2 separate regions of the Triticum aestivum genome follow, and region 2 is linked to region 1. A link is a contact called in public Hi-C data. All regions are on one chromosome and are shown on one strand. The core of a region is the stretch at or near the end of the contact, and the rest is flanking DNA. Distances in the headings are between cores, read along the strand shown. Region 1 holds the start of LOC123182911 (threonine synthase 1, chloroplastic). Region 2 holds the start of LOC123175117 (AP2/ERF and B3 domain-containing protein Os05g0549800-like).

Region 1 (4,289 bases), core at 761-3,260:
TTCAATGAACAGCAACACAACACAACCGTTTATTATCCATAGAACACAACACGGTACAAGAGATAATCAACCCCACCCCCTAACCATTCCCCGCCGACACGCCTACAAGAGTCTCACTCACCTACAAGATTTCAAATCAAGGGTTTGAATGCTCCACACAGCAAACCAATCACATTTGAATCAGATGCACAAGACAATCGAATCGCAGTAGCCAATCGGAGGGGTCAGCAGCAGCAGCAGGAGGGCATGCTCAAAGCTTACCCTTGAGCCTCTTCTTGAGGACGTCCATGACGGCGCCGAAGTCGGCCTTCACGCTGACCGGTGGGTTGGCGTACTTGCAGGCCATGTCCTCAATCTTCTGATCATGGTAGTCGATCTTGGACTGGGAGAACTTGAGGCCGTGCGCCGTGCTGACGACCACCGTGCGGTCGTTTGCCCCGATGGTGCCCTCTTCCCGAAGCTTGAAGAGCGCCGCGAGAGCGACCCCGGTGTGCGGGCAGGCAAACATGCCGGTGCGGTCAGCGAGGGACATTGCGTTCATGAGCTCCTCCTCTGTGGCTTCTGCGACGATGCCATTTGTTGCCTTGAGTGCAACCACCGCACGGTCGACCGATACAGGGTCACCGATCTGAATCGCCGACGCAAATGTAGGCTCGGCCACTTGTGGCTGGAATTGGGTCCATCCTGACTTGTAGTAGCGGTACAGCGGGTTGGCATTGGCGGCCTGCGCACAGACAAGCCGTGGCAGACGATCAACGAGGCCAAGTACACGGCACATCTCGAATCCCTTGTAGAAAGCATATATGTTTCCAAGATTGCCTCCCGGAACAATGACCCAATCTGGCACCTCCCAGTCGAACTGCTGCAGTATCTCAATGGCTGCCGTCTTCTGCCCCTCCAGCCTGAGCGAATTGAGCGAATTGGCAAGGTAAATTGGCAGCTCGGCGGTCACCTCCCTGATGAGCCGCATACAGCCGTCGAAGTCGGTGTCGAGGGAGAGCACGGTGGCGCCGTTGGCGATGGGCTGGATGAGCTGCTCGAGCGAGATGCGGTTGGCCGGGAGGAACACGATAGCGGGGATCCCGGCGGCGGCGCAGTATGCGGAGAGCGCGGCGGAGGTGTCCCCCGTGGAGGCGCATCCGACGCCGGCGATGGGGCGGGAGAGCGGGGCGCGGCGGAGGCGGTTGACCTGGCTGACGAGCACGGTCATGCCGAGGTCCTTGAAGGAACCCGTGTGGGAGATGCCGCAGTGCTTGACCCAGAGGTCCTTCATGCCGGCGAGGTGGTCGCGGCCGAGGCGCTCGGCCCAGAAGAGGTTGGAGTTGCCCTCGAAGAGGGAGACGATGTGGTCCGGGTCGATCCCGGGGAGCACGAACTCCTTCTTGGACCAGACGCCGGAGCCGTAGGGCCAGACGGTGCGGCCGACGCGGGAGTCGAAGAGGTCCCGCCAGTAGGACCCCGGGTGGCGCGCCAGGGCGGCCATGTCGTGGCGCACGTCGAGGAGGCCGCCGGAGCTGGAGCGGTACACGATCTCGTCCAGGGAGTAGCGCTCGTCCGTGGACCCGGCGCCGGCGGGGCCTGGGGGGAAGGGCTCGTACCAGGCGGAGAAGCCGTTGGCCGGGGCGCGGTGCCGCGCCGCCTCCTCGTCCGCCGCGCGCCGGGGCTTGTTGGTGGCGGCGGGGGCGGGGACGGCGGCGTCGGTGGCGCAGCGGACGCGGCGGTGGGCGGCGGGGCGGAGGCGGAGCTGCGGCGCGGCGGAGCGGGGGCGGGAGAGGAGGGAGGAGAGGGACGGGGAGGGGGCGGTGGCGTGGGTGGTGGCCGCCATGGTGGAGCTGGCGGCGGCGGCGGCGGCGGCGGGGATGCGGGGATTGGGAGCAGTGGGTGGGATGTGGACTGTGGAGGTGGACGAGGGTTTTAGACTGTAGCGGGTGGGGGTTGGTGGAAACTGGAAAGCGGTAGAAACTGCATGGATGGACGGCCCTGATTTGGCCGACATCTGACGAGCACCGTCTGTTCGATCAGATTACATCCGATCCAACTGATGATCTCTACTCCTATAAAATCCTGAGTTGGTGATGATGGTGTGCCTGCCATCCTTCATTTACAACCGTTTGATCTACATCCAACGCATCTGTGACAAACTATGTCAATTTTGCAAAAAAAACCCACACTCCACTCCACGTTTGTAGATAACCCCCTGCCTCTCACGTTCAGCCACCTCTCCCTCTCACCTCATCTAGCCATCTCAGGAAAAAATAAGAAGGATCTAAGGAGGTCGCTGCTCTCGGCACCGTCTGCCCCCAATGCCTCTCATGCCTTCTCTCAGGCCGCATTGCTGACCACCACCACGACCCCCTCCTCTTCGCCATCTCCTCCGCCCCCTTCCAAGTCACCCCGAGTTATATTCATGGTGGTCTAGAAAAAATAAACAAAATTGATACCCAAAAAATAATTTTGAAAGATCATTTTTTGCAAAGCACAACAAGTGTTATTTCTTTATGAAGTTTTGGATGCAAGTTGAACACTTGAACGCTTTTATTTGCAAAAGATATTTTTTATCTACCTTGCCTACATTTACTATTCACCCGGATGCTTGTGAGCTCTAGAGAAGAATGAATATCCAAAGAAACCTATCGATATTTGTCACACATGAGATGACCCCCCGTATACTTTGTCAAATAAACAACTCCCTGATCAATGCATTTTGATGTTCCGTGCAACGCACGGGCATCTTACTAGTCATTCAGAGAAAGTTGTCGATTCTCATGACCAGCTTGACAGCAACTACTGAGAAATATGGCAGCAATCAATCAAGCATTTGCAGTCGGCAAGAACTAGGTAAAAATGTCATTGTTTTATTGAATTATACTACAGGATTGAAAAAACTAAAAACAATTCAAAGAATTGGAATCCAATTTCGTCCGAAACATGGCGTAATCCAATCCTTAGGTTCCTAAGGATTCCAATCTTACGAACCAAACGACGTCATAGTGGGGAAATTACAATGATCCAAATCCTCTAAAACTCCTATGGTTTTCCTCTGAACCAAAGGAGCCCTAGAAATATCAGATGCAGAAACCCAATGTTCATTTTTTATCGACAAAACATCCCAGGTTTTGAAATCAACTGGATAAACATACACATACTCCCTCCGTTCGAAATTACTTGTCACAAAAATGGATGTATCTAAACTAAAATACATCTAGATACATTCATACAAATAATTCCAAACGGAGGGAGTACGTTTCTAGAAAGTACAATAAACCTGTGCCTCAACAGATGCACCTTAAGTTTCATTACAGAGTCGTTAAAAATGCCAAAAAGGCGGCAATCAAGCCATGTAAATATAGAGAAACTCAATTTGTTATCTGCTTGGAACAAAATCTGCTGATATAGGCACTAGAACAAATAAATGCTTCACGTTGGAGACTGAAAATGTCGTACAACTGCAATGTTACAAGCTCTGGTGTGCGCTCCATTGGACGCCTCTACAAATGAATCTGGAATTCAGGATACATATGCTCAAAATGAATCTGGAACTCGGGATACATATGCTCAAAGGACAATGGTCCTTTGTGCTTTCTAGTTTCTGCAGCTACCTGAGTGACTCTTAACCTGAACAAACTAATTTACACTTCACAGTGTGCATCTCAGCGTTGTTTACGGTCAGGTTATTTTCATCTCTTCAACGTTTTCAGGTGGCTGTGGAGCTGGAGTGTTCACAAAGGTCGCACTCTTGTTGAATCCTTCCAGCAACATTATCCGCACCGCTTGCAAGCCCCTCAGGAACGTGGAATCAAGCTGCAAAAGATTGGGGTGGAGACAGAAGTTAGTTGATGCTGTGGTTGTTTGTACACATCGACATAGTGCTTCAGCTAGTCACTGAGTGCTTGCTTACAAGAAAAAAAAGCACAGGATCAGCGCAGAAGCAAATTTCCACGCATATTGTTCAGTTTGGTATATTTTTGTCAAAAATATGTACAATGCAATATGCAGGTAAAAGTACCACTTCTTGTTCTTCCTTGCTGAATGCACGTAGAACAAAACCGATGGCTCCCATCATTCCAGTTGGCCGTCCAATGCCTGCACAACATTTGGGCGATTTGCATTTTCAGATTCGTCACCTCAATGACAAAGGCGTTAAAGAAGCGATCGTTTGACATACCAACTCTTAGCCGTGGGAAATCACGGCTTTGTTTCAGATGGTGGATGACACTTCTCATCCTGAAATATTAATCATATGTTAAGGTAGAACAAAGGCAAACGATTAAGAAGAAATAACAAAGAAC
Region 2 (4,289 bases), core at 622-3,121, 200 kb after region 1:
TGCACTGCAATCCCACTCGCTGTCCATCCAAGCAAGAGAGTCTCCGGTCTGGGTTAATTGCTAGGCCCTGGATCGACGCGTGCTGTTTTTCTTATGCTTTTACAATTTCTACACATAATATAATTCAACAATCTTTCTCTCAAACTGGATATATATCACATATTCTACATCCACTTGATCAATTCCATGAGCCTTGAGGTGGACTTTGCGATGCCAAGTCTTGCACCAAGTCGTCGTCTGTTGCAATTACTCTACTGCCTGCTCCCCACACCAGCTTGCAAACATGGTCACCTAATGACAGCGCAAGCAGGCACGAATACGTAGCAAGCAGCCTGACCATGCATACAGCTAGATGATTTATTTTCTTTCTCGTATTTTTTGTAGTATAATATATCGGCAAGATAGATGCAGCAGTACATCACTGAAGATGGATTAATAGCAGGTGGCTGTGGCGGCCTCATACCCGGCAGATGTCCTGGTTGAGGAATGCACCGGACTGGTGGGTGCCCCATACCCGGCGGGCGTCCTGGTTGGGACCTCAGGTATTAGATGTTAGGTTTGGCTGCAAGGTCTGTTTGGTATTAGGCCCAAACTATCAGCATTCCTATATCAACTAGATAAGAGTAGCGACAGATGTTGCCTAGACGGTGGTTTTAGTCTTACTATTTGTACGACTTTATAAGGTCTTGTGTGAATAATTAATAAAGTGGTTACATGCCGATTCAGATGCAGAGGCCGAGGGTCCTCCTCATTTTCAGAAAAAAAAATTCTTGAGACTATGAACTAATTAAACTATGTGGGCTCATCTATACTATCCAGCTACATAGGTTGTACGTACCTGTCGACTTTATTGTGCACAGAACATTTTTTGGTGATGAAGAAATTCCATGCACGTACGGTGAATAGTCAATAAAAGATCAAAAATATCAAATAGGAATCGACAACGGATCGACCGATGCGGACATTCATACCCATCGATCTAGAACTCCGAGAACATTCTACAGCACCATCGGCGTCATCGTTTACTATGAGTGACCGGCACACAACAACGTATTACCTGTTGCATAAGCGCCTAAACCGAAATGGGTCAGCAGCTAGCTCAGCTCGCACATTTTCTTCTTCCACTTTTAAGCCTTACTAGGAGGAGATGCGTTACTTGGCGTGCTACAAAGGGAATGCAAGGGTGGCACTCTGAGTTTCTCACGCAACCACACCATACCATACTGTGTGCGTAGCATGGCCAATGCGCGTGTTCATCTTCATCATCATCCTCATCCTCGTCTTTGGTCTTTTTATATTTCCTTTCCATGAATGCCATAAAATATCCCCACCCCAGCATAAGCGACCATGAGGCCTATATAAACATCTAATATTTGAATTGGAATCCAAAGTTCAAAACAAAAAATTAAAACAAAACTAATATCTACTATACAGATATAAAACAACTCTAGCATGTATAAATAAAAAAGAAGGATGTGGCTAGATCTCAGTCGACTGAGACTTAACCAAGTCTCAATCATACGACACAACATATAAAATAAAGAACGAAAAAATTAAAAAAAAGTTTTGAACGGATCTTCATGTAAGATCTCACAAATATAGAATCGTTAAGTCTCAGTCGATTGAGATTTAGCAACCCCGAAAAAAGAAACAATATTATGTATGCGTGTATACCTATTATCTACTCTACACATACGAAAGACAAAACAAAAGCCAAATGGCCATGTGTAGAAATAGTATATGGAACAATAGAATATGGTGCGGTTGATGTATGCACTGGCTAGCTTAGCCACACTCACACTCGATCCTCCAGCTCCTCTCCTCATCTTCCTATATAACACACGCACTTGCCTCTGCTGCTCCTCTACCTACCTATACTGCCTCCATTTCCACACAGCCTTTAGCTAATTAAGCTACCACTTTTCCTAGCTAAGCATCTTCTTGAGTTGTCCGTGGTGATCGGATGGACAGCGCGAGGAGCTGTCTCGTGGACGACGTGAGCAGCGGCGCGTCCACGGGCAAGAAGGCCTCTCCGGCGCCGGCCGCGCCGGCGACCAAGCCGCTGCAGCGCGTCGGCAGCGGGGCCAGCGCGGTCATGGACGCGCCGGAGCCCGGCGCCGAGGCGGACTCCGGCCGTGGCGGGCGGCTGCCGTCGTCCAAGTACAAGGGCGTGGTGCCGCAGCCCAACGGGCGGTGGGGTGCGCAGATCTACGAGCGCCACCAGCGCGTCTGGCTCGGCACTTTCACGGGCGAGGCCGAGGCTGCGCGCGCCTACGACACGGCGGCGCAGCGCTTCCGCGGCCGCGATGCAGTCACCAACTTCCGCCCGCTCGCCGAGTCCGAACCGGAGGACGCCGCCGAGCTCCGCTTCCTCGCCGCCCGCTCCAAGGCCGAGGTCGTGGACATGCTGCGCAAGCACATCTACCCCGACGAGCTGGCGCAGCACAAGCGCGCCTTCTTCGCCTCAGCGTCGTCGTCCCCTACGTCGTCGTCGTCAGCTCCCGCGTCGTCGGCTCCTTCAGCCGCGGCGCCTTCCGCGGCGACGCGGCGCGAGCACCTGTTCGACAAGACGGCCACGCCGAGCGACGTGGGGAAGCTGAACCGGCTGGTTATCCCCAAGCAGCACGCCGAGAAGCACTTCCCGCTGCAGCTTCCTTCTTCCAGCGCCGCCGTGCCAGGCGAGTGCAAGGGCGTGCTGCTCAACTTCGATGACGCGGTCGGAAAGACGTGGAGGTTCCGGTACTCTTACTGGAACAGCAGCCAGAGCTACGTGCTCACAATGGGGTGGAGCCGCTTCGTCAAGGAGAAGGGCCTGCACGCCGGCGACGCGGTTGGGTTCTACCGCTCCGCCTCCGGCAACAATCAGCTCTTCATCGACTGCAAGCTCCGGTCCAAGACCACGACGACGACGACGACCTTCCTTAACGCGGTGGCCGCCCCGTCGGCGGCACCGGTGACGAGGACCGTGCGACTCTTCGGCGTCGACCTTCCCACGGCACCGGCGCCCGAGCGCGAGGAGTACGGCATGACCAAGACAAACAAGAAATCCATGGACGCCAGCGTAGCGGCGCCCACTCCGGTGCACGCGGTCTGGAAGAAGCGGTGCGTAGACTTCGCGCTGACCTATAGACATGCCACCACCTCACAGTGCCCGAGGTCAAGAGATCAACTAGAAGGAGTACAAGGAGCAGGGAGCACATTTGCGCTATAGACTTGTCACCACTCGCCACACAGACACGCCCGGGGTCAAAATATCAGCTGGAATCAGGAGCGTAAATACTCTCATTCACGTAATAGTAATGGGAAAGTAGTATATGTAGCGGGTTTTTGTTTTTTCGAAAAAAGTTCCGATATGTCCATCAAACTTAGTATAATAGTTTAGCTAAGTAGCAGTCGTCTGAGACTTGTTTATGTCTCACTTGATGCAATATTCGTTCGACCTTGCGTGTGGAGGTCCGTGCAAAAAATATTGTTTAACTTTTTTCTTTTTTCTTTTTTCCTATTATATACTACGTCATTTGATTGGGACTTGTTTAAATCTCAGTCGACTGAGACCTAGTCACACCCTTACTATAAAGAACAAAAACATCAAAAGTAATGGGAGTTGCATCCGGACTAGTAGACTACCTAGCGGCGACTATAAGCACTGAAGCAAATTGAAGGCGTGCCGCCGTTATCTTCTCTCCCTCACCATAGCTGGGCAAACCTTATCGTAGTATAAATAATCGGGAGGTTTTTGTGCTAAGGACTCAAGGGGCCAGTGCATCCAATTAGTAACGATCGATGATGAACAGAAGCGTTAATCGGAAGGATCTAACATGTAGACATACGAACACCATACAAATGAAGGCCAAATCCAACACTACTTGTTGCCGGGCTGGCTCAGTAGTACCCTCGGGCGCATTCATTCGTTCTTCATTGGTTCTTTGTTCATTTTTTTGCTTTCTTTTGTTTATATTTTGTGAAATTTTATAAATACACGTATTCCGAAATTAAATAAAACTTTTTCCATTCATTAGAAAAATGTTTAGTCATTGGAACATTGCTTGCGTAACTTAGAAAAAAATTCCACTCTTCAGAACAATGTATGTGACATTTAAAAATGTTAATATGTTTCAAAACAATATTTGTGACATTTAAAAAAATTATCAAGTGCAAATAAATGTTTGTGTAATTTCAAAAAAAGTTTCATACCAAAAGAAAAATCTTTATGATGTATAAAAATGTCGATGTGTTAGAAAACTGTATTCGTGAAATTTGTAAAAAAATATGTTTATACAATGTGAAAC

What was found. A called contact is a pair of places that touch in the nucleus more often than the background predicts.
Region 2: a contact with region 1 is called in a Hi-C map of leaf, with 10 times the contacts expected there. The contact joins the promoter of LOC123175117 here to the promoter of LOC123182911 in region 1. A contact is called at or near these places in 2 of 5 Hi-C or Micro-C datasets (both in leaf).

The regions. Positions count from the first base shown.
Region 1 is chr1D:457,060,717-457,065,005 of IWGSC CS RefSeq v2.1, forward strand. LOC123182911 (threonine synthase 1, chloroplastic) reads right to left here and starts at 2,011. Exons shown (of 1, transcript XM_044595585.1): 1 at 6-2,011. The coding sequence starts at 1,996. The coding sequence ends at 251. LOC123175101 (peptidyl-tRNA hydrolase, mitochondrial) reads right to left here. Exons shown (of 8, transcript XM_044590142.1): 6 at 4,166-4,224; 7 at 4,007-4,083; 8 at 3,394-3,801. The coding sequence ends at 3,667.
Region 2 is chr1D:457,262,084-457,266,372 of IWGSC CS RefSeq v2.1, forward strand. LOC123175117 (AP2/ERF and B3 domain-containing protein Os05g0549800-like) reads left to right here and starts at 1,872. Exons shown (of 1, transcript XM_044590143.1): 1 at 1,872-3,488. The coding sequence starts at 1,964. The coding sequence ends at 3,211.